Regions from separate parts of the Mus musculus genome. Here all the other regions are linked to region 2. Evidence: chromatin contacts called from public Hi-C, HiCAR-type and promoter capture Hi-C data. All regions are on one chromosome and are shown on one strand. Each heading gives the region's core, a stretch centred on a gene start, on an enhancer-like site or on the middle of the called end of the contact. The rest is flanking DNA. Distances are from core to core; before and after follow the strand shown. Region 1 holds the start of Qser1 (glutamine and serine rich 1). Region 2 holds the start of Arl14ep (ADP-ribosylation factor-like 14 effector protein). Region 3 holds the start of Bdnf (brain derived neurotrophic factor). Region 4 holds the start of Kif18a (kinesin family member 18A). Region 5 holds the start of Lgr4 (leucine-rich repeat-containing G protein-coupled receptor 4).

The links. Promoter capture Hi-C pulls out the DNA fragments that hold promoters and counts their contacts. Hi-C and Micro-C count contacts between places; a contact is called where the count stands out from the background. HiCAR-type assays count read pairs that join an accessible place to other places.
Region 1: a contact with region 2 is called in a promoter capture Hi-C map of pre-B cells, with 2.9 times the contacts expected there. The contact joins the promoter of Qser1 here to the promoter of Arl14ep in region 2.
Region 3: a promoter capture Hi-C map of 3T3-L1-derived adipocytes shows a contact between it and region 2, with 16 times the contacts expected there. The contact joins the promoter of Bdnf here to the promoter of Arl14ep in region 2. A contact is called at or near these places in 4 of 39 promoter capture datasets (the 3T3-L1 cell line, 3T3-L1-derived adipocytes, cranial neural crest and 1 more) and 2 of 115 datasets of contacts at active chromatin or transcription factors (the NIH/3T3 cell line and embryonic forebrain).
Region 4: a Hi-C map of B cells shows a contact between it and region 2, with 6 read pairs. The contact joins the promoter of Kif18a here to the promoter of Arl14ep in region 2. A contact is called at or near these places in 3 of 39 promoter capture datasets (the C10 cell line and liver), 1 of 484 Hi-C or Micro-C datasets (B cells), 2 of 115 datasets of contacts at active chromatin or transcription factors (embryonic stem cells and regulatory T cell precursor) and 1 of 9 other capture datasets (macrophages).
Region 5: a contact with region 2 is called in a HiCAR-type map of astrocytes, with 6 times the contacts expected there. The contact joins the promoter of Lgr4 here to the promoter of Arl14ep in region 2. A contact is called at or near these places in 2 of 39 promoter capture datasets (liver and pre-B cells), 1 of 115 datasets of contacts at active chromatin or transcription factors (astrocytes) and 1 of 9 other capture datasets (liver).

What each region holds. Positions count from the first base shown.
Region 1 is chr2:104,814,821-104,819,646 of GRCm38.p6, forward strand. Qser1 (glutamine and serine rich 1) reads right to left here and starts at 1,876. Exons shown (of 12, transcript NM_001123327.2): 1 at 1,780-1,876. 2310047K21Rik (a long non-coding RNA gene) reads left to right here and starts at 2,102. Exons shown (of 3, transcript XR_003953885.1): 1 at 2,102-3,682. Gm39898 (a long non-coding RNA gene) reads left to right here and starts at 4,011. Exons shown (of 2, transcript XR_866613.1): 1 at 4,011-4,050; 2 at 4,089-4,386.
Region 2 is chr2:106,972,545-106,977,302 of GRCm38.p6, forward strand. It overlaps Arl14ep (ADP-ribosylation factor-like 14 effector protein), which reads right to left and starts at 1,853. Exons shown (of 5, transcript NM_001025102.2): 1 at 1,728-1,853.
Region 3 is chr2:109,690,876-109,695,600 of GRCm38.p6, forward strand. It overlaps Bdnf (brain derived neurotrophic factor), which reads left to right and starts at 2,688. Exons shown (of 2, transcript NM_001048142.1): 1 at 2,688-3,034.
Region 4 is chr2:109,279,029-109,283,946 of GRCm38.p6, forward strand. It overlaps Kif18a (kinesin family member 18A), which reads left to right and starts at 1,710. Exons shown (of 17, transcript NM_139303.1): 1 at 1,710-1,865. It also overlaps a transcript of Mettl15 not described here.
Region 5 is chr2:109,915,442-109,920,252 of GRCm38.p6, forward strand. Lgr4 (leucine-rich repeat-containing G protein-coupled receptor 4) reads left to right here and starts at 2,206. Exons shown (of 18, transcript NM_172671.2): 1 at 2,206-2,864. The coding sequence starts at 2,680.

The DNA.
Region 1 (4,826 bases), core at 626-3,125, 2.2 Mb before region 2:
TAGGGAGTGGATCTAAGGACCAGCAACATCCAAAACAATAACAAAAATCTTTTAAACTTGTTTTCAAACATGCTTAGGTAGTTATTCAGAGTTAGACTGATAACATTTGGAAAATATGGCCAGTCAGCTTTTGCTTTTTGCCTCAGAGGTATTCTGCTCAAACAAATAACAGACAATAACTAGGCAGGATTTCAGTGTTATTTACCAAAAAGAAAAAATATTTGAGATATAAGAAATGCTACGCATTACCCATCATTGCTGATCTCTGGAGAGAAAAAATTGTAAGTCATATAGATAATGTAACTGTTCTCTGTAAAATGATAAACTACCACCAAAAATAACCAAGGAAGGGTCTAATATTCTTCCTAAAAATTCTTCAAAATGTTTTATTTACAATAACACGACACTATAGCTATTTCTGTAAGACCTCAGCGTCTCCAGTTAGCTCGAAACTGGAAAAATCACTTTCTTTTTAAAAATCCGGGCTCTTTTTAAACAAAAGATTTTTCTGAGGTTTATAATTACTCTTTTATTGAAGCATTATTATTTTTCTTTCTTTCATAATAACTCCGAGACTATCTAAGACAAAGACTAGTTAATTCTTTACACATCTATTCTAAATCATGAATGCGGCACTTTCATAAAAACAAAGGTAATTAGAATGTGTAAAGTGAAATAAAAAGTTCACTCGTGTCGTTTAAATCGTTTAGAAACCTGGTGAGATCACATAGGTACAAGGCTTCCTGTTGGTAGCTGAGGATGAAGTCATTACCAGCCAGGATTTCCCTGTTCTTGGGTCAGAAGCTATACCTACTAGATCGAGTATTGTTTAGGGGAGGCGGTTTTTAAAAAGTACCCCGCTCCCAAAGCCAGACCACGCCTTCCAGTTATCATTCGAATGTGACCATTTCAAAGTGTAGTACTGCTACACATTTCTCGCGAGCTTAAATAGCAAACAGGAGTCCCCATTTTGGGGTCTACTGCCCATGCTGGAGAGCCGCACTATACAATGAAGTGGAGACGGAGAAGCATGCTTTGGGTCTTCGACCTCTAGAGCCTTCTTTGACCACCAGCCCTCAACGCTTCCCAAAACTCAGTCACCCCCAGACACTGAAAGCCAAGAGGGAATCTTGACTTCCTGCCGTTGTTAAAAGCAGAGGAAACCCAAAAGCAACTTTGAACGCGTGGAACACTACATCACTATAAACATATGTCACCCAGCCCCTGCTTTGCATTCGTGTCCCGCCCTGGGGGTTCTCTTGCAGCCCAGTCATCCCAGGACCCCCAGTGTCAGCGACACGGCCCCGCTCCTCGTCATGCCCTGCCACCGCCCTCACCTTCACACTGCCGAAGCCCCCAACACCACATTGTCGGCCACCCAGATTCCAATACAATGGAATGTCACTGCCCAGGACTCCGCGGCGCCCCTTTAGGCCTCCCCGCGGAGTCAGTCCCGGTTCCCCAGATACCGAGGTCAGCCCGGAGCTTAAACTTTACCATGTGGGAGTCCAGCACCGAGAGGTGACTGCGCCCCTCCATCCCACCCAACCTTCCCTTTCTGCCCCACGCCCCGACCCGCCCCAGGAGCGAATCCTGCACCATGCGCCCCCTCCCAGCCGGGACCACCCGCCAGGAGTTGTCCACCGCCTCTCCCGGGAGCAAAGAAGGGCGCCTCGAAGGCTCCCCACCCGGCCTGGGCCCCCGAGAGGGGCGGGCACAGGCCCCGGCGCATCCGCGGCCTTTCCTGGCCCAGTGAGACCCCGCGCCCACCCTCTCTACCTGGCCTTGAGGCTGGGACTGCTGCCGCTGCAGCTGGGGCTGGAGGCGGCGGCCGGGACCCGGGCTTCGTAGGCCCAGGCGGGGGCAGCGGGCTGCGTGGCGGCGCTGGCGGGGGGCGCGGGAGGCTCAGCGAAGCCCGCGGGCGCGTAGTGCGCGTCCATGGCGGGGGCTGAGGCGGCGGGGGCGGGCGGGAGGCGCGGGGAGGAAGAGGCGGTGGCGGGAGCTGCCCCTCACATGGCGCGGCCGGGGGGCGGGGGCGCCTGGGCGGGGGAACCGGGCTGCGGCGGGCGGGCCTCGGCTCGGACGTCAGGAGAGCGGCGGCGCCTGCGGCCGGGACGCGAGGCGGCCACAGCGCCCGCAGCCCGGGCGCCCCATGTTGTTGGATTTCCCAGGATGCACCTCCCGCGCCCTCCGCCCGCTCGTCGCCCCGCCCCCCTCGGCGCCCCGCGCTGCTGGCTGCGGATTCGGGAGCCGGGCCGGACGAGGGCTGCTCCGTGGACGCCCTAGCGGTGAAGAGAAGGCCTACGCGCCGGAGCACCCGCATGGGTGCGGACAGGAGAGGGCTTGCCAGCACTGTGCCTGGAGTTCGTTACTCTGCGCTCCCGGGTTCTTTGAAGGAACTCAAACACTCGATTCCCGCTTGTGATTTCTTTCTCTGCGCCCCAAACCACAGACAAGGGACTGTTGCTTTGCAGTACTCGCTTCCTGCCCAAAGTTTGCTGGGCTTAGAGGATCTGGTTCCTGCTTCCTGGGGGAGATTTCTATTCAAATTGATTCAAATTCAAACGAATTTTGCAGCCCTAGCTGAATGGGCCTTTCCCAGGGGCACTTATTAACTGTCCCCACCCCCCACCTTGGGGATTTTCTTACTCTGGAGTTCAGAATCTTCTATCCCAAGATAAATACCGCCTCATCATTGATTAGTCCAACTACCATCTGGATGACTTTAATTACAATACATTCGAACTCACTATGCACTTTGTTGGGGCTCTCTGCTCAAGATGTTTAATCTCTGCAAGACTCTACCCAAACATTGCCTTATCGGACTTCTAAGCTGTGTGGTGTGAGTAATTTGATGACTTTGAGGTCGTGCCTACCCGAACTGTTTCTCCTTATGAGTAATGAAATTCAGGGATCATATGAATCGTTTGGCTTGTGATCCATAAGTTGAAAGTTAAAACTAACCGTGAAGCTTAGATTTAATGACTATCTCTCCTTTTAAAAAAAATCAATATTGGCTTAACACCTATCACGTGCTTAGCAAAGAGATCTCTCAAGATAAAGACTAGCACAAAGGTTTAAGCCAATCAGACAGGCGTAACGGAAGACCTAATAGAGCTGATACTCTCTATCTCTGGTGACTATCTAAACTTCTGTAATACCTGCCATTAGATCTGCCATCCCCTCCGAGACTGATTTTGTTCTGAGACTATGTTTTCCTCCTGGCGCCTTCATTCTTTTGTTTCTATGCTGTTTTTAGTGAAAAACCTTCTGCACCTGTGACTCTTGCAGCCTGGTCCCCCGGTGGGGAAGAAAAGAAAGTAGTGGTAATTTACAAATGAATTCGAAGGTGTGGACGCAGTAGACCTTTCCAGTTTTATGTTAATCTCATTAAGCATTTACCTAGGATATCTTTGGAAAGTGGTTTTCCTTGAGGAAGGAATTTGCCAAATCTCAGATCCAGCTGAGAAGTACGGCAAATATCCTCCTCCCTCTACAACATTTACTTCCAGCAGACTGGTGATCTGGAGTCTAAATGAAGCAAGTCTTCACAACTAGCTAATATATTTATAAGTACTTTTGTGAGCACTAAATTTTTGTCTCTGTGGAACGTGTGGGAAACGGAGTGGTATGCTGTAAATGTTTTATAGAATTTAGTTGGAGATACAACCAGTATTGAAGGGTGAGTTTACAGATTAAATCCAAACAAGTGGCAGTAAAACCTTTATAGTCTTTACAACAGTATGCAGTTTGTTTATACCACAGAAATCAGAGAAAAGACATTAAGGAAAAATTGTAGTAATTTGAAATAATATTCTTATTTCCATATATCTTCCTGAATAAAGTTTTGTTTAACCCAAAAACAATACGAGTATTTTCTCAACTGTTAGGTTCTTATGAATATCATTACTAAATAACTTTATATATGTATACATGTTTATAGGGCACAGTGTGGAACTCTGATACAGGTAAGCAAATATTTTAAAGTTGTAAAGCCATGTATCCTTGACTTTTAAACTCATCCTGAATGAATGAATGATCTTAAGAAGGGTGCCCCACCACTGCAAGCTTTGCATGTCTGTTTCAAGGTGCCCCACCACTGCAAGCTTTGCATGTCTGTTTCAAGGTGCCCCACCACTGCAAGCTTTGCATGTCTGTTTCAAGGTGCCCCACCACTGCAAGCTTTGCATGTCTGTTTCAACTCAAGCCTAACCAAGCCGGTTCAAGCCTGTTCCCGGATCAAAAGTTTAGAATGAGCGTTGCTTTTCTTGTTTTTAAATAAGAAATCCAGTTGTGTGTGTGGTGGTGATGATGTAGCTCTCAGAGAAAACTCTCACCTAACATATGCCCTGGGTTGAATCCCCAGCACTTCAAAATAATTAAAAATAAATATGACAAAATAGAGGGTTTTTGTTTTTTTTTTTAATTTGCTTTTTGGGTCTGAGTGTGGTGGTATTTGCCTTTAACCCCAGCAAGCAGATCTCTGTGAGTTCAAGACCAGCTTGGTCTACAAAGCTAGTTTCAGGATAACCAGGGGCTGTTACACAGAGAAACCTTGTCTTGAAAAACCAAAAGTAAATAATAAAAAAAATAAGGCTTTTATTTTATTATTTTACTTGCATGGATGTTTTGCCTGCATGTCAGGGTACCATGTATATGCAGGTGTCAGGAGAGGCCAGAAGAGGGCATCTGACTGCCTGGAATTAGAGTTATAAGCAGTTTTGAGCTGCTATGTGGGTGCTGGGAATAGAACCCAAGTCTTCTGGAAGAGTATCCAGTGCTCTTAACCTTCCTAGCCTTGAAAAGTAGATTTTAGATTTATTTAT
Region 2 (4,758 bases), core at 603-3,102:
AATCCCAGTGTTGGTAAAACGGAGGCAGGAGGGTCCCTGGGGCTTGTTGGCCAGTTAGACGTTCTTAATGACAAATATTAACACCAAAAGCACTATACTTTAATGCCTGAATGGATCAGTGGGTCTGCAGGCCCTTCATAGATGTGTGGCATTGTCTATGCATCTATTTTGTTTTCCAAACAGCAAAAAATAACTCTGACAAGGATTTAACTAAATGACCTACTCCAGGTTGTTCTTCTTCTTCTTCTTCTTCTTCTTCTTCTTTTTTTTTTTTCCTGAGACAGGGTTTCTCTTGTATAGCCCTGGCTGTCCTGGAACTCACTTTGTAGACCAGGCTGGCCTTGAACTCCACCTGCCACTGCCTCCCGAGTGCTGGGATTACGCCACCATGCCGGGCTACAAAATATTTCTTAATCCAATTTTAAGTTACATTGTCTCTAGGCCCACCAAGTTTGGCCAATCACAGGTCAAGTCAGCAAAACCTCCTCAGAGTATGGTGGCTCGGGGGTCACATATTCTCCAGCCACCATGGGATCCAGTCATCTGTATACCCCACTTGTTCGTATCAATTCTTCAAGCATCACTAATTCCTCCTTCACCTCGGAGGTTTCCATCAACCTATGTAAAAGAGTAAACTTCCAGTCTTTCTGCTTTACAGCAACACCATACTCTGCTACTTGTTAGTGCATTATATGCAAAGCTCCAAAGGCAAGGCACTACCGGATTCCCTCAACAGCCAAGGCTTCTCTAATTAGCAAATTCTGACACTTTACTCTTTAGAAATTTTTTGAATAAACACAAGGTCAGAAATTCCTAGAGTCCCAAATGGCAGACTCTCCTTGAAATCGATGTGATCGGATCCCACTTCTCTGCAATGATCCCCACCACAACCCCGCGTGGGATTCACTCATTAATGCCCCTACTCTCTGCCAATGCCTCAACTCATCAGACATAATCAACAGCACTAGGGTAGAAAAAAATTTAAAACAAAACGAAACAAATGAAACCCTCAACCCACCAAAGTGCGTAACTAAATATCACACGGTTAGAACTGCGAAGATTGTGAATTTTAAAGACGGTCTGGAGAGATGGTTCCAGAAGACCCAAGTTAATTCCCAGCACCCACGCCGGTGGCTCAGACTATCCTGTAACTCCAGTTTCAAGGTAATCCGACGCCCTGTTCTGATCTGTCGGGGCTCCAGCCACGCACTGCTGGCACATACATACTGGCAAGACATCCATCCATACAAAATAAAGTAATAAAACAAAATGTTTTTAAAGTTAGACTTGGGAGGCAGAGGCAGGCGGATCTCTGTGAGTTCTAGGTTAGCCTCGTCCACATAGAGAATTCCAAGTCAGCCAAGACTACACAGAGAAACTGTCTCAAAAAACAAAACAAAACAACAAAACTTAAAAGCCCCAGGCCTGGTTACTCGTTTCTGTAATCTGAGCTACTCAGGAGGGGCTTGATGAGTTGGAGGGTAGTTTAGGACATTTGGCACGAGTGAGTCCTCACAAAGAAGCTGAGGATGAAGCTCAGCAGTGGCGAGGCCCTGGTTCAAATAAAACCCTGCAATCTGATGCAGTGGCGGACCTACTGTGTGCAGGGTAGAGCCGGGTGCCAGGCTGCTACAAGCCCCTTCCGCCGTACAAGCCTCCCCTCCCAACACTCCTCCCGGTTCACCGCGGCCTCCCACATTCAAGTGCCATCGGTAGAGTCCACTCACAGCCCTACGGCCCGACCCGGCCCGGTCCACCTGAGCTGCCACGGGTCTCCGCTGGGCTCCGGAAGCACCGTCTCTGCACAGGCCAAGCTCGGCTTTCCACACCACCGCCGGCCCCGCGCAGAAACCGAGAGGACGGCGAGGGCGGCTAGAGAGACCGCTTGTACCATGGAGAGGAACCAGGAGGAGCCTAGAGCGGAAGCCAGCCCGGAGGCCTCCGGAGGAGGAAGGGCTGGGTGCGGGGGACAAGGGGGGATGACTCAATCCAACGCAAGAGTTGCTTCAGTTGCTCGCCCGCCTTGGGGAACTTGTATCCTCTCCTGAGGTTGGGGAATTGGGAGGCTCTTGGAGGCCCTTAGCAAACACAGGTTTCCTTTACTTCGTTTGCAAATCTGTTCTGTGCAGGACACCAAACAAACGCACCTAGATAGCCCTAATCCTGGAGGAGAGTTAAATGCAACTCAAGGAATGGACCTTTTATTTAAAGTCTCACATTTTATTTTTTGATCCATTCCAACTAAACATATTCTAAAACGCTCTCTCTATTATATATTGTAAAAAAAAAAAAAAAGTCTAGATCTTTGAGTAAAAGGTACACCACAGGAAATTAACCTTTACATTTTGGGGGTGGAGAGAAGAGGTGTAATCATTGTTGTTTTGAGGTGCGTGAGTTTTTGTTTTAATTTTGGGACAAGGTTGCAGCCAGGTAGTTGAGGCTGGACCCTAGAACTCTATAGGTAGTCCACGCGGCTATGAATATAACGTTTTCTTGGTTTTGAGAATTTGACACATATGGTGTGTTTGGATCAACTCCACCTCCAGTGATGTCATCTAGAAGTGCAGGACTGGGTTCGGTTCTCTTTGTCAGCTCAAGGATTAAAAAGGAGGACAGCATTACCTGAAATTTTTGGGTGTCCCTGCAGAGTCAACATATGATAACCTAGGAATTTGGGTTCCTTCCTGGGGATCTTAGTTTTATTAATAAAAGAATAAACTAAAACAGAACAACTCAAGGACAACTTATTAGAATTTTAAAAAGAAAACCCAAGAGCAGGCAATTTGTTAATCTTTAAGTTGTCCCAAAGAGGAAGATGTAGAGTATAAATATGACCGGCCTCAGTGGCAGACAGCCTTGGGGTGAGAGGTGGAACTTCCGCAAAGAGGAGGAAGTCTAATGCTAAGTTAGAGAGCTCTGGCCAGCACCTGAAGGAAAAAGATGGAACAATAAATAGTTACACAGTTTTTTTGTCGTGCCTCAGAAAGCAGGTCAGACCCATTGAGGTCAGCCAAACCTAACCAAGGCTCTGCTCTTAGGACTGAATGGGGCATTGGAAGGAGTCTGGGAAGGGAAAACTTGCTCTTAAGCTGAACCTACCTTCCTAGTAGATGTCTCCCAGCCAGACCCTGACCTGCCCCATTGGATTAGACCTTAAGGGAAGAGACTAGGGCATGCCTACAGCTAGGCAGAGATTCCACTCCCTTCTACCTTCTCTCACGTAAAGGCAGGTATATTGGGTTTTGTTTTCGTTTGCTTGTTTTTTAAAAACCCAGAGTCCATTCATTGCTGTCAGTATTTGCTATGTGAGGCTATCCATGAAAGAAAATCAGGAAATGCATCCCTGAAGAAAATTGACTCTCTTCACCAATAGGCATCAAACATCAAAAGCTCCTCAGAAGAGTGGGATTTCGTGGGGTCCTCTCTGTTAGGTCCAAAGTGGCCCCTTGAAATAGTGGTGCTGGTGACAGTGTCCTAAACAGAAGGACCCTGGCTAGGTACTTAGAAGCCTAAAGGCAGGAACCTCCCTTAATCTTTCAGGAGCCTCCTTTACCCTGCCCTGAATGACAACTACCTTGGGCAAGGTATCTAGTTCTCAGCCAATGTGAGCGGCCTACATCAGCTCAAAGATGCCCTTCAGTTGCTCCCCTTATTCCCCAGTAGTCTTGATAGCTTGGTCACCAGTAAGCCCTTCTTTGTGTGGAGTGGTCTAATTCAATGGTTTCACTCCACCCTGGATTCCAAACAGCTGTGTCATTTGGAAGTCTATAAGACACCCCCACCCCCCACCCCAGCCAACAACTTGAAGAACAGCAACTCATACCTAGTACTGGGTAGGCAACGTATGAGGTTATTTTAGATGTCTCCAAAAATGTGACTGAATTAGGGCTGACAAAATTGTCACTTTAGATATATCATGATAACAGTTTTTCTCGTCTGATTTTGACTGCAAGTGACCCTCTGTTCCACCATATTTTCTATTTATTTTAACTTTGGCATGCCTTATAGTTTACTAACTTACTACATATATTTAACACAATTCTGCCTATGTTTCACAAAGTGCACGCTTACTCATATCCTAAATTTAAAACATCCCACAAGCTTTGCATTTATCTCCTAAGCTACTCGCATACTTACTGGCTACAGTTACCACTTCTTATGAATTTCATCCATCCTTAATTAAGCTGCAAAGGCACTCAGCATCATTGGAGTGGAAGGCTTGGGGAGGCAAGTAGAAGACAAATGGTGTCCTTTTCATGCTGCATTAGCTACTGTGTTTTATCCTGATGAAAACTGTAAAACTTTTTAAAAAAAGGAGTGTGGAATGAAGGAGGGGCCAGGACCCAGAATCTCTTATGCTGATGCCAGTGCCTCAAATAAGGCTATGTCTCTATGGGGCTAACGGGGTTTAGGGTAAGAAAGCTTCTCTTCCTCCTGGTTCCCCAACCTAAGCATCATGAGGTATTGGGTTCTGTCCTTTAGGAGATGCTAACTGGTCCTTGGGAGAGTAAGGTTGAGAGACTCCTAAGCATCCTATAATATATAGGATGGTCCCTGCAATTGCTAACTGACTCAATATTTCAAGCATTTGAAACCCTAACCTAAAGGAATGAGGAAGGCTCACTGAGGATAAGAGCTGATCAAGAAGCAGAACTGGGATCTCCTGGCTGATTAGATAGAGATAATGGGAAGGGGAAGATGGTTTTGGCTTGTGGAGCTGTAGCACAGATGGAAGAGTGAACCAGAATGAATGAGTGG
Region 3 (4,725 bases), core at 1,438-3,937, 2.7 Mb after region 2:
TTAAAGATATACCAGTAGCTTTAAAGATTGTAATATAGTCACTTAAGTTATGATGATAGAAGAAATCATGGTTATATTCAGCCTATAACCTAGGAAGAAACAGAGGGTCTTTAAGGTGGCCCAAGCCTAGCTTCATGCCCTCTATCATCTGTGTTGTAAGATCCTTTGTTTTGATCACATGCTCCACCAAGTTGTCAGTGGGGCAAAGCGAACTGTGAGTGACACTCTGAGAGTGTGCATATATTTGAATAGCCTGACTATCCAGAGCAACAATTTGTAAGGGGACTCTAAAGTAGCTTGAGTTCTGATGATTTCCCTTTACTGAAGGACAAAGGGTAGAAGGAGGAGGCCTTTCTCGCTTGAGCTTTTGAGGTCTTTAAGGGTGGATCTCTGGTATTCTTGGTTGAATTACTATAAGGTATTGAATCTCTGGTTCTTCACTTATAAAACAGAAAGATTTCTGTCAGCAGGTTTTGGAAGCTTTCAAATAGCAAATATTAGTAATTTCACTTTGTTAACCATCAGCCCTTGGTAAATGAATCTCAGTATACACTACCGCCATATATTCAGTACAATAGCCCACTCTGGTGACAACAGACATCTGGGAAAAAGAACTGTTATGAACCTCCTTTCCTCTAGGAAATTTAATGTTTAAGCATTCAGATACAGTCATACAGCAATGCCTTAACAACGATTAAGTCATTCAGATTTCACAAGCATTCACATACAAGGGGTCACAGAAGTTGGGGTGCAAGAGTCTCGGATACCCATTTTTGCCTCCTTTCTGAGTCACATATGCCAATTTTTCACGGTGACTTGAAATCGTCTGTGAATGAATTGCTTATTACAGTGCTAATCACTGGGCCCTGTCTCAGACATACTAAAGGCCAGCCTTAGAAGAAGGAGCCTCTCTTTTAATCCTCAGACAGGTGATTATGTTAACAAGAGGCTGTGGCACCGTGCTCAATACTGCCCTCTTGTTCTTTTATATTTTTTTCTAAAAAAAAATAAAATAAAATGAATAATAAAGGTCTGTCTGCCCTAGCCTTTACTTATTGGCTGGATTAGAGGGGCAACGTTTAACAAAGCAGCAATCCAGGTAGACACTTGGCAGAGTTTATCATACAGCTAAATGAAAGTAGCCCTCCAGAACCTAGTCATGTAACTGATCTCTCATAGGTTAAAAAAAAAATCAAACAACCAAACAAAAACGGTCCAAAGACCACTCTCTGCTCTAGAGGAAGGGGGCTTAGTGAGCTACCCACCCCTCACCCTAAATCCTGGTTAAGTATATATACATATATATATTGATGTGTTGTTGCTGCCTAGATAATGACAGGCTTGGCTTCTGTGTGCGTGAATTTGCTAGGACTGGAAGTGAAAACATCTACAAAGCATGCAATGCCCTGGAACGGAATTCTTCTAATAAAAGATGTATCATTTTAAATGCGCGGAATTCTGATTCTGGTAATTCGTGCACTAGAGTGTCTATTTCGAGGCAGAGGAGGTATCATATGACAGCTCACGTCAAGGCAGCGTGGAGCCCTCTCGTGGACTCCCACCCACTTTCCCATTCACCGAGGAGAGGACTGCTCTCGCTGCCGCTCCCCCCACCCACCCCCGGCGAGCTAGCATGAAATCTCCCAGCCTCTGCCTAGATCAAATGGAGCTTCTCGCTGAAGGCGTGCGAGTATTACCTCCGCCATGCAATTTCCACTATCAATAATTTAACTTCTTTGCTGCAGAACAGGAGTACATATCGGCCACCAAAGACTCGCCCCCTCCCCCTTTTAACTGAAGAGAAGGGGAAATATATAGTAAGAGTCTAGAACCTTGGGGACCGGTCTTCCCCAGAGCAGCTGCCTTGATGTTTACTTTGACAAGTAGTGACTGAAAAAGGTGGGTTTCTTTTCTTTCTCTTTCCTCACCCCCCCCCCCGCCCCCGTTTGGTCTGCTGGGAAGCATATGGCTTTAGTGAGGTCTGTTATTGCCTAGGCTTCCCGGCTAGAAGCAGTAACTTGGTGTAATGCTATCCGGGGTTATTCATTAATAAAAAATACTGTTATTATCTTGATTGAATTCTATTAGGCACACTCCGGAGAGGTCAGGGCGCAAACTCTGGTTAAGCCGATGTGTTTAAGGTAGCGGAGTAAACCATAACCCCGCACACTCTGTGTAGTTTCATTGTGTGTTCGCTTTTTCTAGCTTTGTGGTGCGGGAAGGTGCGGGAAGGTGTGTCTGGGGCCGGGGCCTGGGGGTGGGGGTGGATGCACGCCCTCTCCCACAGAACTTGGGTGCTGGGATGGAAAAGATGGGGAGAGTTGCAAACCAGGGGAGAAAGATTTGAACGTGTGAGACTCACACTCGCTTCCTCCTACTCTAGAGCACATTGCGGGGAGTAGGGTGCCTAGGAACCGGGATTCGACCACCCCTCCTAGCAAAGGGCACCCTGCGGAGACCGCAGAGGGCAGGCACAGAGCTTTGGGTTTAAGCAGCGAGCTCCGGGGAAATGGAGAGAAGCCAGTGCAAGGCGATCAGGGATACCCCGAGGGCTTCCGAGGGCTTCCGAGGGCTTCCGAGGGCTGAGCCCCCGCAAGGAAAAGGCGCGTCGTCCCCTTTAAGCAGCCACCCCAATGGGTATCGGTGGCGCGGCGGAGCAGGGAGGGGATAGGGGCGGCGCTGTCTGACCAATCGAAGCTCAACCGAAGAGCTAAATAATGTCTGACCCCAGTGCCTGGCTCTGGCTGAGCTCTGGGTGCCCGTCGCTGCTGCCGTGCCGGGGCGCACCCGCTGGCTGGCTGTCGCACGGTTCCCAGTGCGCCCGGGACTCCCGGGCTTGGAGAAGGAAACCGCCTGGGGCGGCGCGCCACCTCCGCCTGGGAGGCTTTGATGAGACCCGGTTCCTTCAACTGCCACCACTGCCTTGGGGCAGACGAGAAAGCGCACGGGGCCCAGGGCAGGGCGCAGGGACCAGAAGCGTGACAACAATGTGACTCCACTGCCGGGGATCCGAGAGCTTTGTGTGGACCCTGAGGTAGGCGACTGCGGGGCGTGGGGCTAAGTGCGAGAGCCAGAGGCGCGTGCGCCCGGGAAAGTTGGCTAGGGGACTGAGAAGTTGTGGGACTGCAGAACTCCGGCTTCACCTTCGTCCCGGGACAGCGGAGGGGCGGGCTTGCTCCTGGGGAGCGTTCTCCCGGGATCCCACGACTCTGAGGGACAGTGCGACCCCAGGAATCCCTTCAGTGTGAGAGAAAAAGCCAAGGGAAGAGGACGACTTGCGCCATGGGAGCTAAGCCTGCGTCCCGGGGATCCCCGAAGTCCTCCCGCAGACGAGGAAGGGTGGTGAGAGAGATATAGAGCGACAGCTGTTGGGGGCTCAGACGGATGGCACCGGGACAGGGCTGGGATGAGAGCCCTTACCACCGGCTTAGGCACTCTCCACGCAAATTTGGACCGGGGTGGTGTGTAGTCCGAGAATGGGTCTTGGCGCCTTCTGTCCTCATCTCTTTTCCTGGGTATCACAACAGGCTGTTCACTGTCACCTGCTCTCTAGGGAGTACTACCAAAGCTTACTTACAGGTCCAAGGTCAACGTTTAACTAGGAAAACTTGGGACCCTTCTTATCGCTGGGGCCTGAAAGGGTCTGCGGAACTCCAGGACAGCCTGTATCCGACCCTCTGTCCATCCTGCGCACCTCCCTTTGGGCATCCTCCTGAGGAAGTGAAAGTTTTGACTTTCATCCGGGAGTAGGTTGGGTGTTTATGGAGGATGAAGAGGCTAGTTTTGATTTCCAGGGATGCTGAAACAGGAAGAGCAATGGATAAGCGACCTAAGCGTAGAAAGAAATAGCTGAAGATGGGGGCTTTGTGCTTGATGACAAGGAAGAAGGGGAAATTGCTGCCGGGGGTGGGGGGGGGGTGGTGTTGTTCCCCCCGGGGCTGCTGAGGGCGGTGAGCCACAGGCTGTGAGTTTGAGTTTGAACTGGTGTTTTAGTGAAAACAATTCGTGAGTTGGGGGTGGAGCCTGGGCTAGGAAACTGGGGATGGGGACTTGGGGATGGGGGGAGCCGGAGGGAGAGAGGGAGGATCCAAGGAGGAGGGAGGGGAGGGCCAGGAGAGCTGAGCTAGGAAGGTAGAGGGTGCCCTCTTCTGGCCACACTGGCAAGAGTAGCTGCTGGGGCTCGTCGAATGGGGGCGGGGAAGTGTTTTAGGGGCAGTTTTGCTGGTCGTTATGGGGGTTGCGAGTAGAAACTTGTTGAGTGGCGTTTTGAAACAGCTTCCTGAAGATGTGCGGCTCGGTTCGGAATTTTGGCTTGTTGCATTTCTTTCCTTGAGTTGCCGGGGTGCTTTGAGATACCATTGACTAAGTGCTAGGATTTTCTTGATCTTACTTGAGGGTCTTCCCGGCATCCTAAAATATCCGTCTTCTCAGCGTCAACAACAGCCTTTTAGCCCCTCTCACAAGAATACAGGATGTTCTTGTCTGGAAGTATGTTTCTGCCTGTTTATTAATCCTTCTAGAACTTATCCTTTTTTTAAAAAGAAAGCGATGTATAATTAGGAACAGTAATTGTTATCTAATTGTATATGAAAGGCTAAATGACTCCCCCTTCCCAACAATTGGATCAACTTACTGAAAAATATACCCCTCTTTTAATTCTTCTCCAAAAATCGATTCTTTTATACATTAGTTATAAGGTCAAAAGCCATTTTGATCCTTCGATTG
Region 4 (4,918 bases), core at 460-2,959, 2.3 Mb after region 2:
ATATATTATAGTCACTTGACCTAGAAAGTATTTTAAAAACAAATGGCTAATTTTGACTTGGTTTCTTTTACAAGAGAAATACTTCCCTATAAAAGTTTTTCTAACACTTCAGTTTTCTCCTAATAAAATCAAAACAATATGTTTATATCTTATAGTCTGTTTTGAGAATAAAGTAAGGTAATGTTTAAGGGGTTAAAAATATGCCTGAGACACCAAAGGTCAAGCACTATATATGGAAAGAATATTTAAAACAAAATGAACTCTCCTCATTTTTTTTTTTCGAGACAGGGTTTCTCTGTGTAGCCTTGGCTATCCTGGAACTCACCCTGTAGAGCAGGCAGGCCTTGAACTCAGAAATCTGCCTGCCTCTGCCTCCCAAGTGCTGGGATTAAAGGCGTGTGCCACCACTGCCTTGCAAACTCTCCTCATTTTTATTACCAAACCAATGTCACAAAAATGATGATGGCATTAGTTGGTACATATACTATAATAAGAAATAAGTAGTCACTTTATTGACGCACTCTCCAGGGCTCAGAAAAAATTCATAAAACAAAGAATAATGTATAATTTGCAACTCTCCTGATTTTCTTCAGTAGATTTAAGACATAATCATAATCTATGGGATTTCAACGTAAAAATGTGACTAATAGTACTCTGCACTGCTGGGTGTGGTGGCCTATGCCTTTAATCTCAGCACACAGGAAGCAGAAGCAAGAAGATCTCTATATGTTCCAGCCCATTTGTGTCTACATGGCAAGTTCCAGGCCAGCCATGACTACTGGGCAAGACCTTGTTTAAAAATATAAAATAGATTAGATAGATAGATAGATAGATAGACAATAGACAGACACATGCATAAATCCTCTGCCCTGTAACATCCTATTTTTACAGAAATCTAAACTCCAGGAGGGAAGGGATGCTGACTTCAGTGTGTACTAATATGCTCCTAAAATCTGCAAGTAAGAGTTGCTTACTAAATAGAGTCATATAAACAATAACAATGTAATTCAGATCGTACTACTAAATTTTTCTAAAGGGTTGAGAATGTCAACTGATAAAAGGCTTGCCTAGCCAACAATACAAATATAAAATACCCTGCCAATTTTTTAATATTCCCTATGTTTTTAATGCATTTTTCTTTCTAATGTATACATTCAGAAATAATGCAATCTGAAACAAGAAGCCCATGATCCAATAATGTGACTAGGCCAATATATTTAAGTGATTTTTAGTTTGTAAGGTCATACTTGGAGCATGTTAAATGCTGGCAAATAGCAAATATTTTCGCAAATACCAAATATTTTTAATCAGTAATAACGGGAGCAGGCCAGGAAACCCTGACAAAAGAAGACTTGGGACTTGTAATTAATTCACATGGAGGCACCATACCTTCCAAAGCCTGAGTCCTAATCCTTGGGAACTTGACTAATCAGAAAGGGAAAAAGGACAAAATAACCCAGGCCCTTTTACAGGCCCGCAGACTCCGCCTCTCCCCCTAAGAGAAACATCACCCAAAGCCCAGGGCACCCCAGACCCTAGGACTGTGGCAATACTAAATATCCCAGGTGGCTGCTTCCCACCTGCACCGCCGCCCGAGCTCCGCCCACCTCCGTCACGGCTGCCGGAAACGACCGCGCGCGTTGCCACGGCGACGCCCAGGAAAGTAACTTCTCCTCCGGCATCTGAGGCCCAGCCTCTGGCGCCAAACTGCGAGTCGCTCAGGAAAACGTCTGACGTGCTGACGTCATCCGAACGGCAGCCAATGAGATGGATAGCTGGGGAAGCTGGCTTGGGTTTGAATTTGTGGCTGTGTTTGGAGCGCCTGGAAGCCAACTCTGCCAAGTTGTGACGGTCACTTCTTGTAGGTGAGTGAGGTGGGCGCTGTGTCTGGGGACGCGTGGGTTGATTCGAGGGTCGCCGGAGTGGAGGATCCGGTGTCAGGCGACAAATTAGCTTTCGGCGGGCGATGCAGGTCGAGGGTCCCCTCGGTATTGCGGCTTGGAAAGACCCGGAGCTACCGAGTGTGCATGACAAGGCGAGCCTTTCTCAGCACCGAGGTTCTAGGCTTCGCCACTGAACCCCGAGGGGAAGCTGGTCCCTTTCTCAGACTTAAACTGAGGACGCTCACAGTTCAGCCTCCTAGAGCGTGAGGTTCCTTCCGGATTCCAAATTCAGAGTGTCCTGCTTGGGCTGCACATGGGAGTGTGCGACTTCTGGGCTTTACTTCATGGGAGGAGCTTTTGTGCAGAGAGGCTGTCAGGTCAGTCTGGAGCCCAGTTGTAGCCTCAAGCAAAACCGGCCCTGACTGCTCACCTGTGATGCTGAAGGTCACGGAAAAAAAGAAACAAAGACAAAAAAGTGCCAGGAGGCCAGAAAGCAGCCTCTAATCCTGCAGTTTCTGCAGCCTTTTCAGCAGGAGCTCATTTGCCTTGCCTAGTACAAAAAAAGCCAATGCTGACTGTTGCTCATTATAATATGAATGGGGATTACTGGAGTAGAACTAATTTTGTTGGTGACATCAGTCCACTTTGTCCAGTTCCTACCTTGGGTTTTGGAAGGTTTTCTTGACCTTTGATGTTAGAGAATATGAATCCCACAGAGCTAATAAATAGTACTTGCTATTGAATTCAGTGTATGAAAAGAACTATTTCAGTCAGCAGGAATGATTTGCCTTGAGAGGTATTCTCATTGAACCAGTATTTACAGATATTTAAGATTTTTTTATTTTAAAGAGCATTTTGTCCCACTGTAGTTATACTTTTCAATAGACACTATAAATTGACTATGCTGTTAATGCTATGAAAGGCAATAGAAAAACAATTGGCCCACCACCAATACTGATAATCTTCCCTCGTGTTAGTAAGGCAGTCAAATCAGTGACTGACAGAAAGGTTTAAGCCAGATAGAAACTGTAAATGAGGCAAGGTCCCTGTTCTAAACCATGTCGAATCAGAATTTTCTACCTGAGTTGGGAATAATTCGTAGCTATGTCATTGTGCTTCTATACACCTGTTTGGAAGCATTTTCTTTTTCTCAGTCATGAGATTTGGATTTGTAGCTGGGTCCGCTTTCTGTCATATTAGTAATAACATTTGGAAACATTACTAAGTTCCTCCGTATGTGAGGCAACCTTGCATAGTTATTATGCGCGTTGAATGACTTGGGTATGAAGTGTCTGCCATGGTTCCTGGCAGAGAGTAACTCATGTGAGCATCACTGTTACCACCATACTGACCTGGGGAAAGCCTTTCAATCATATTCATTAAGAATACTTACTGTATGGTATCAGAAAAACAAAAGGAAAAAAACCAAGTTACATTTCATAATTCACTCCTTCCAGGAAAAACACAGAGGTGAGCAGTGATGGGGAGTGGGGTAATAGATTCTAATCCAAACATACCAACTAAATAACAATTCACAGGAAGGGGAGTGCATGTTGGCAGACTATTAATTTATTGCTGCAGTCATTACGTGATATATGTATAATGACAGTGTATATCTAGAATGTGTAGAATCCTTAATGCCACCTAAGTATTTTTATTTTTTTTAAAGGAAGTATATAATTTTAATTTTTATGTAGAAAATTCTCAGGGCCTATACATGAGTAAATTACCTTTTGGATTCTATGTATTTTTATATACTTTTATTAATTTAATTATTATTTATATTTGAGAACTGTATAGGTTTAAAATAATAATCCTATTTGCCGTCATTTCAGCATTCTTTTTCTTCTTATATTTCCTAACATATAGATTAATCATACAATTTTGTAGCAGGAAAGGCTCTTAAATACCATTTGCTCTTTAGTTTGAATATTGCCAGTTAGAGCCCCTTCATCATCCTCTTTTATACTCAGTCTTTCAGGAATGGATCAATAGTCTACTGTAATCTATAGACTTACTTTATTCCCACCAAAAAAAATCTTACCACTGGCTCTTTTGTTTCTTCTTTAACAGCATACCATTTAAGATGGAATATGACTTAATTGATCAGGGTCTATACTGTTCTCAAAGCATTGTCCAAAAAGAATTTGCAAATCTTCATCCTATTCCACAGATAACAATTATCTGTTTCATATTAAACATGGTCTTTGTACTTGATATAGAATCAACTAGATACCAGACTTTTAGCCATGTTTGAAAAAGAAAACATCACTTTAATGTAGGAGAAGGGAATCTTTGCTTTCTGGTGCCCTAGCTAAAGAACAAAGAGGAATAGGAAATAAGATCAATCTTAAAATCTGTAGCAGGTTGAGACACAAAGTTACACTTGACATTGTACTTCTTAAAACTCCTTTAAGAGACTGTCAAAATTTCTTCTCAAGTATCACTTGAATCCTTACTGCATTTTAAAATAACTATAGAAAGTTCCAATTAGCTTTAAACTCTTTAATCCTCATTAACTATTTTAAAAGCTTGGTCCCATCCTTATTCTAATTTTATCGTTTTAAACAATGAAAGATTGACCATAATTTTAAAGAATCATACATCTTTCCTACTCTCTAAAGTCAAGAAAATGAATAAACCATCTTTCCTCCATGCTAGTGTCGGAACCTAAGACTTGTGCCCTCCCACAGAGCTCCACTCACAGTCCAATTTTCTTATTAGAATACCTACAGCAGACAGAATAATCAAAATGTAAAAACCAGGCACTGTGACACATCTGTAGTTTCAGCTACTGAGGAGGCTGAGGGAGGTCAGATTAAACCCAGGTACTGAAGACCAGCATCTGTAACACTGAGACTATCAACACAATGAGATATACATGTAACATGTCTTTAATTTTTGTTTGAGTATTTCATACATGTTTACAATATGTTTTGATCAACTTTACCTGTAACTTCCTCCCATATCCCCATCATTTTTGCTCAAAACTTTTCATGTGCTTTTTCAAAATAACCCGAGTCCAGAAGTTTATG
Region 5 (4,811 bases), core at 956-3,455, 2.9 Mb after region 2:
ATCTGTGCTTTTTTAATTATACTGTACATGTGATTCTTATAACTACCAAAATTTGGAAACACTTGATGTACATACGTGTTTTGCCTGCATGTTTATGTGTTTACCATATATACACATGCATGCTTGATGCTCATGGAGACCGGGAGAATGTCAGATGCCCTGGTCTTGGAGTCACAGATAGTTGTGAGACACCATGAACGTGCTAGAAACAGAATCGATATCTTCTGCAAGAGCAGCCAGTGCTCTGAGCTACTGAGCTATCTCTCCAGCCACTTCGAAATACTTCTTTACTGAGGAGAGCTTCTTTACTGAAGAGAGAGAGAGAGAGAGAGAGAGAGAGAGAGAGAGAGAGAGAGAGAGAGAAACATGGAAATGAGTCTGGACATGGTGATTCATACTATTATTCCAGCATTCATGAAGCTGAGGCAGGAGGATGGTGAGTTGAGTTCAGTCTAGATTACATAGCAAAACTCTGTCAACATAAATATTTGTCAGAAATAAAAGCATCCATGAAGTGTATAGTTACCTTAATATAACAAAAAGTATACCTTAGAAGGAGTTGTGTTTTTTAAGAAAGAAGATTTTAGCTGGGCATGGTGGCACACGCCTTTAATCCTAGCACTTGAGAGGCAGAGGCAGGCAAATTTCTGAGTTCGAGGCCAGCATGGTCTAGAAAGTGAGTGCCAGGACAGCCAGGGCTATACAGAGAAACCCTGTCTCAAAAAACCAAAAAAAAAAAAAAAAAAAAAAAAAAAAAGACTTTAAGTATCAATTAGAATTAGACTTTTTCCTCACTTTATTTACTCATGAAATTGGCTGAAAAGTAATAGAAATGGAAAAACAAAAACAAAAAACAAGTTGCGGAGGCTTCTGAAATACTAACTAGACCAGGAGTGAGATGATCTTGGGCAGAGGGCAGAAGAACATGGTATCCAAGAGATTCTGAGGCCTTGTCTATAAAGTCTGAGCGCCACTGGTCTTTCTTTTTAAAGTTCTCTTTCAACCTTATAGTGAGGAAATTCATCTTTCTTAAAACTTGTCTGTATTTATTTATCCATTAGCATAACTTTAGAGTATATGGATTCAACCTGACTTTATTATTATTTAGCATATTCTTTAATGTAGAGATGGTAGATTTTTTTTTTTTTATTTAGGAAATCGGCTAGCTTTTCGTTAATTTATTTACATTTTCTTTTTTTTTTATTTGCATGAGGTGGCTAGTTAACTTTATACAGTATAGATATTTTAATGCTCTTCTTGCTCTAATGTAATGGGTTCATTAAAAATGTGTACAATCTAGAGTAAAAACAACCAAAGGCCTAGGAGAAAGCAAGAAAAGAGGCACTGAGAATGCTGATTTTTTTTTTTCTATAAACATTATGTGGGAAAAAGGAAGGGATGCTGATAGTTAACACACAAGTTGTTTCTGGTGTCTCAGGGGCAGTCAGCTGGCACTCAAATGTTCTCTTCCAGTGCTGGTTAACCGGCACCTCCTTGGCTGGACTCCTCAACATCCTTGTGTTTAGGGAGAAAGAAGTCTGATTGGTGTCATGGATGATTAACCGCTAATTTAGCTCCCAAGTGTGAATGAAAAAGGGTACTAAGATCTCAGAGGTGATGTGAGATACAGGAGGGGTCACGCTGTTTTAATTTAGTGCACGGTTGAACTCAAAAATTTGGATCAGATAGAAAGAAATGTTTCTCCCTCCTTTTCGACCCCCACCCCCACCCCCATTTCTTTCCTCTGTTTGCAAAGCTCTCAGTGCCCTTGCCCTTAAGAACAGCGAAGAGTCATTTGACACGTCTGAAAGCTGGAGGCGAGTTTTACTTTTCAGGTCATCCAATTTAGGAGATCCAATTTCTGCGGAGGGGAGAAAAAAACTGGGTGGGGGAGGGAAACAGCAGACTCCTGGTCTTCCGATCTGTCTACCTTCAATACACAACCTGACATGCAGATCCAGCCAAGTCAGGGCTTTTACTTGAACCTCCACTACCAGCCCCAGCAGCAGCAGCACAACCTTGTCACTCATTCCAGAGAAACACGCCCCATTCCTCTTGACCAATAATGGCTCCACTGCCTGCATAGTAATGAGCTCGAGACCTCCCCTGACCAATAGCGCTCCCGGAGCGGGGTTAGTTTTGCATGTACCTAAATGATTTGCATAACCCGGCGGCCAGGGGCTCCCGAGGCGAGCGTGCAACCCTAGAAGGGAAAAGGACGCGCGGAGCGGGAGCCGCCTCGGGGAGAGCGCGGACAACCAGGGTGTTTGTGAGAGCTGGGGCGGGGGTTGGGACGCCTGGCCGGCATGGCTGGAGGCTGCGCTCCGCAACCTTGAGGAGCTGTGCGGCTGGAGGAGGCCCGGGACAGGAGGCGGCGGCGATGGCAGCGCGCGGCCCGGGCAGCCGCTCTGGGCCGGGTCGGCTGGCCTGAGCCGCGGGGCTGCCGGTGCGCGTCCATGGAGCAGCGGGAAGGGAGAAACTGCGGAGCGCCGCGTCCTAACGCTCCGGCGGCAGACTGCTGAAGGAAGCGAGCGCACGCGGACCGCCGAGGGACGGCGCCCGGGCCCCGAGCCCCGCAGGCCGGCTGCCCCTGGTGCGGCGCGGTGCGGCGGAGGGCAGCGGAGGCGAGTCGAGCGAGAGGAGCCGCGGGAGAGGCGGGCGCGGGCGGCGGCCGCAGCAATGCCGGGCCCGCTGCGGCTGCTCTGCTTCTTCGCCCTGGGGCTGCTCGGCTCGGCCGGGCCCAGCGGCGCGGCGCCACCTCTCTGCGCTGCGCCCTGCAGCTGCGACGGCGACCGTCGGGTGGACTGCTCCGGGAAGGGGTTGACGGCGGTACCGGAGGGGCTCAGCGCCTTCACCCAAGCACTGTGAGTGCGGGCGACCGGGCTGCGGGTTGAGGGACCCGCGGGCGCTGCGGGGCGGAGCCAGGGCTCGACCCCAGCCCCCAACCCCAGCGCCCTGGGGGTGCACGAATCACCTGTGTGTGTGTGTGTGTGTGTGTGTGTGTTGGAGGGTCAGGGGGATTGGCCCCCTTTCCCGTATGCTGGCCTCTCCAGACTTAGCCACTTTGAATCTGAACCTCTAGGAGCTTTTTCTTTTTGCAGCTTTTTTTTGGGGGGGGGGGTGCAATTACTACCTCCTACCCCCCACCCCCCACCTCAAATCGCAAGTGCATTTAGGGCCAGGAGGGAGGATGCTGGAAACGCTTGCCCTTGGCAGCCTTTCACGTGACCTCTTCCCCCATGCGGCCCCCTGTTCGGCTGGCAAAACTTTGGCCACGGATGAGGGCGCCTAGAACTTGGCCTGCGTTTGCCGACCAGGCACGTTCCATGGGGAAGCACCTGAATACCCCCAGGGTTCCCGCAGGCGGAGTGAAGAAACACCTGTACCTAAGAAGGGGAATCGCTTTCCAGTTTGGCCCCGTCCTGCCTGTGCAGTGTGACACCTTAGCTCAGATCCACTCGGGACTCATTACCACGAGCAGAGCCCAGGGAGGAGGAGAAGGATTCGGCCTACCCTGGGCGGGGATCCTTAGTGAATAAGGCATTTAAAAGAAGGAATGCTGACCTGAGGTAGAGAATGTTGGGAGAGAAAGTTCTAGAGCATGTGATCAGTGCAGTCTGTAAGGTGGGCAACCGTTTTCCGCCTGTACCTTCAGCAGAGCCTTTCGTGTGAGCTGCCTGTGGTCAGGAAGAGTAGCATAGATGGTTCTGACCCTCCCCACCTCCTTCCCCAGAGACCCAGAGAGCCTTTAGCATCTCAGGGAAGAGGGGGAATCTGAAATAGGTGTTGGAGGTGATGTTGGCAAATGCCACCCGTAGAAAAAGAATGGGGTAATTGAGCGGAGGGCAGCTTGTATGGCCCTTTCAGCCTTCTCGTGTTGTGTGGCCTATTGCATGATTAAATCAGGAGCAGTCAAAGACCTGCTAGAGAGGAAGGGGCCCCGAGAGGCCCTCTGGCAAAGGAAACTTCCTTTTTACCTTCAAGCTATCAAAAGAGACCTCTTAGGCGTAGCTTTAAAGGAATAACAGATCGTGTGAAGGGAAAACTCCCTTTTAGGCAAGCTGGGGCATCACTGTATTTCCAGGTGGGTGGTGCCGAGGCATTCGGCTGGCCCTCTCAGGTTGGGGATGTGGAGAACTGAGACCCTTGGCTTTGCACCCTAGTCTCAGATTTTGGCCCAGTCTTAGGTGTTGTTGATGCCTGGAAAGACCCTTTCTTTCGAAATGATATTTGACTTTTCACCAAACCATGTGAAGCGATTTGCTCATAGAGGTCTATTAAATCTGAGCAGGGCTGGCAGGTGAGGAGCTAGGGTTTTCCTGTTTCTTGAAACTCTTTGGAAATAGAGAATTCAGGCAGAAAGAGAACTGACTTTACCAGAACCACATAGAATTATGGTTATTATTATTATTTTTAAGAGTATTAGAGTTTGAGGAGTGTGCTAACCAAGGTCTTTTCAGATGAGTTATATTATTAGTTAAAAAGTTAGGATTTCACTGTTTAGTTTATTTGTAAAGATTTGTAAAGACTAACGAATAGTCTTGCCCCATAAGGCAAAGGGCCTGTTTGATGCGGTACCTAATGTCACGTTTTTATGGGAACAAGCTTCTCTAAGAAAGAGAGCATCACACAACCTGTAGATCTCACTGGAGACCATGAAACACCCTATCTTCAAGGTCCAGCCTTAGGGGAGTTACTACCCATAGCTTGTGGAATGGGTAGATAACATTTTCCTGGACTTTGGTGGTGGTCAAATGTGAGCCGATCTCTTTGTGATCAATAGGCAGAGTGAGGTCACATTCTGAGACCTC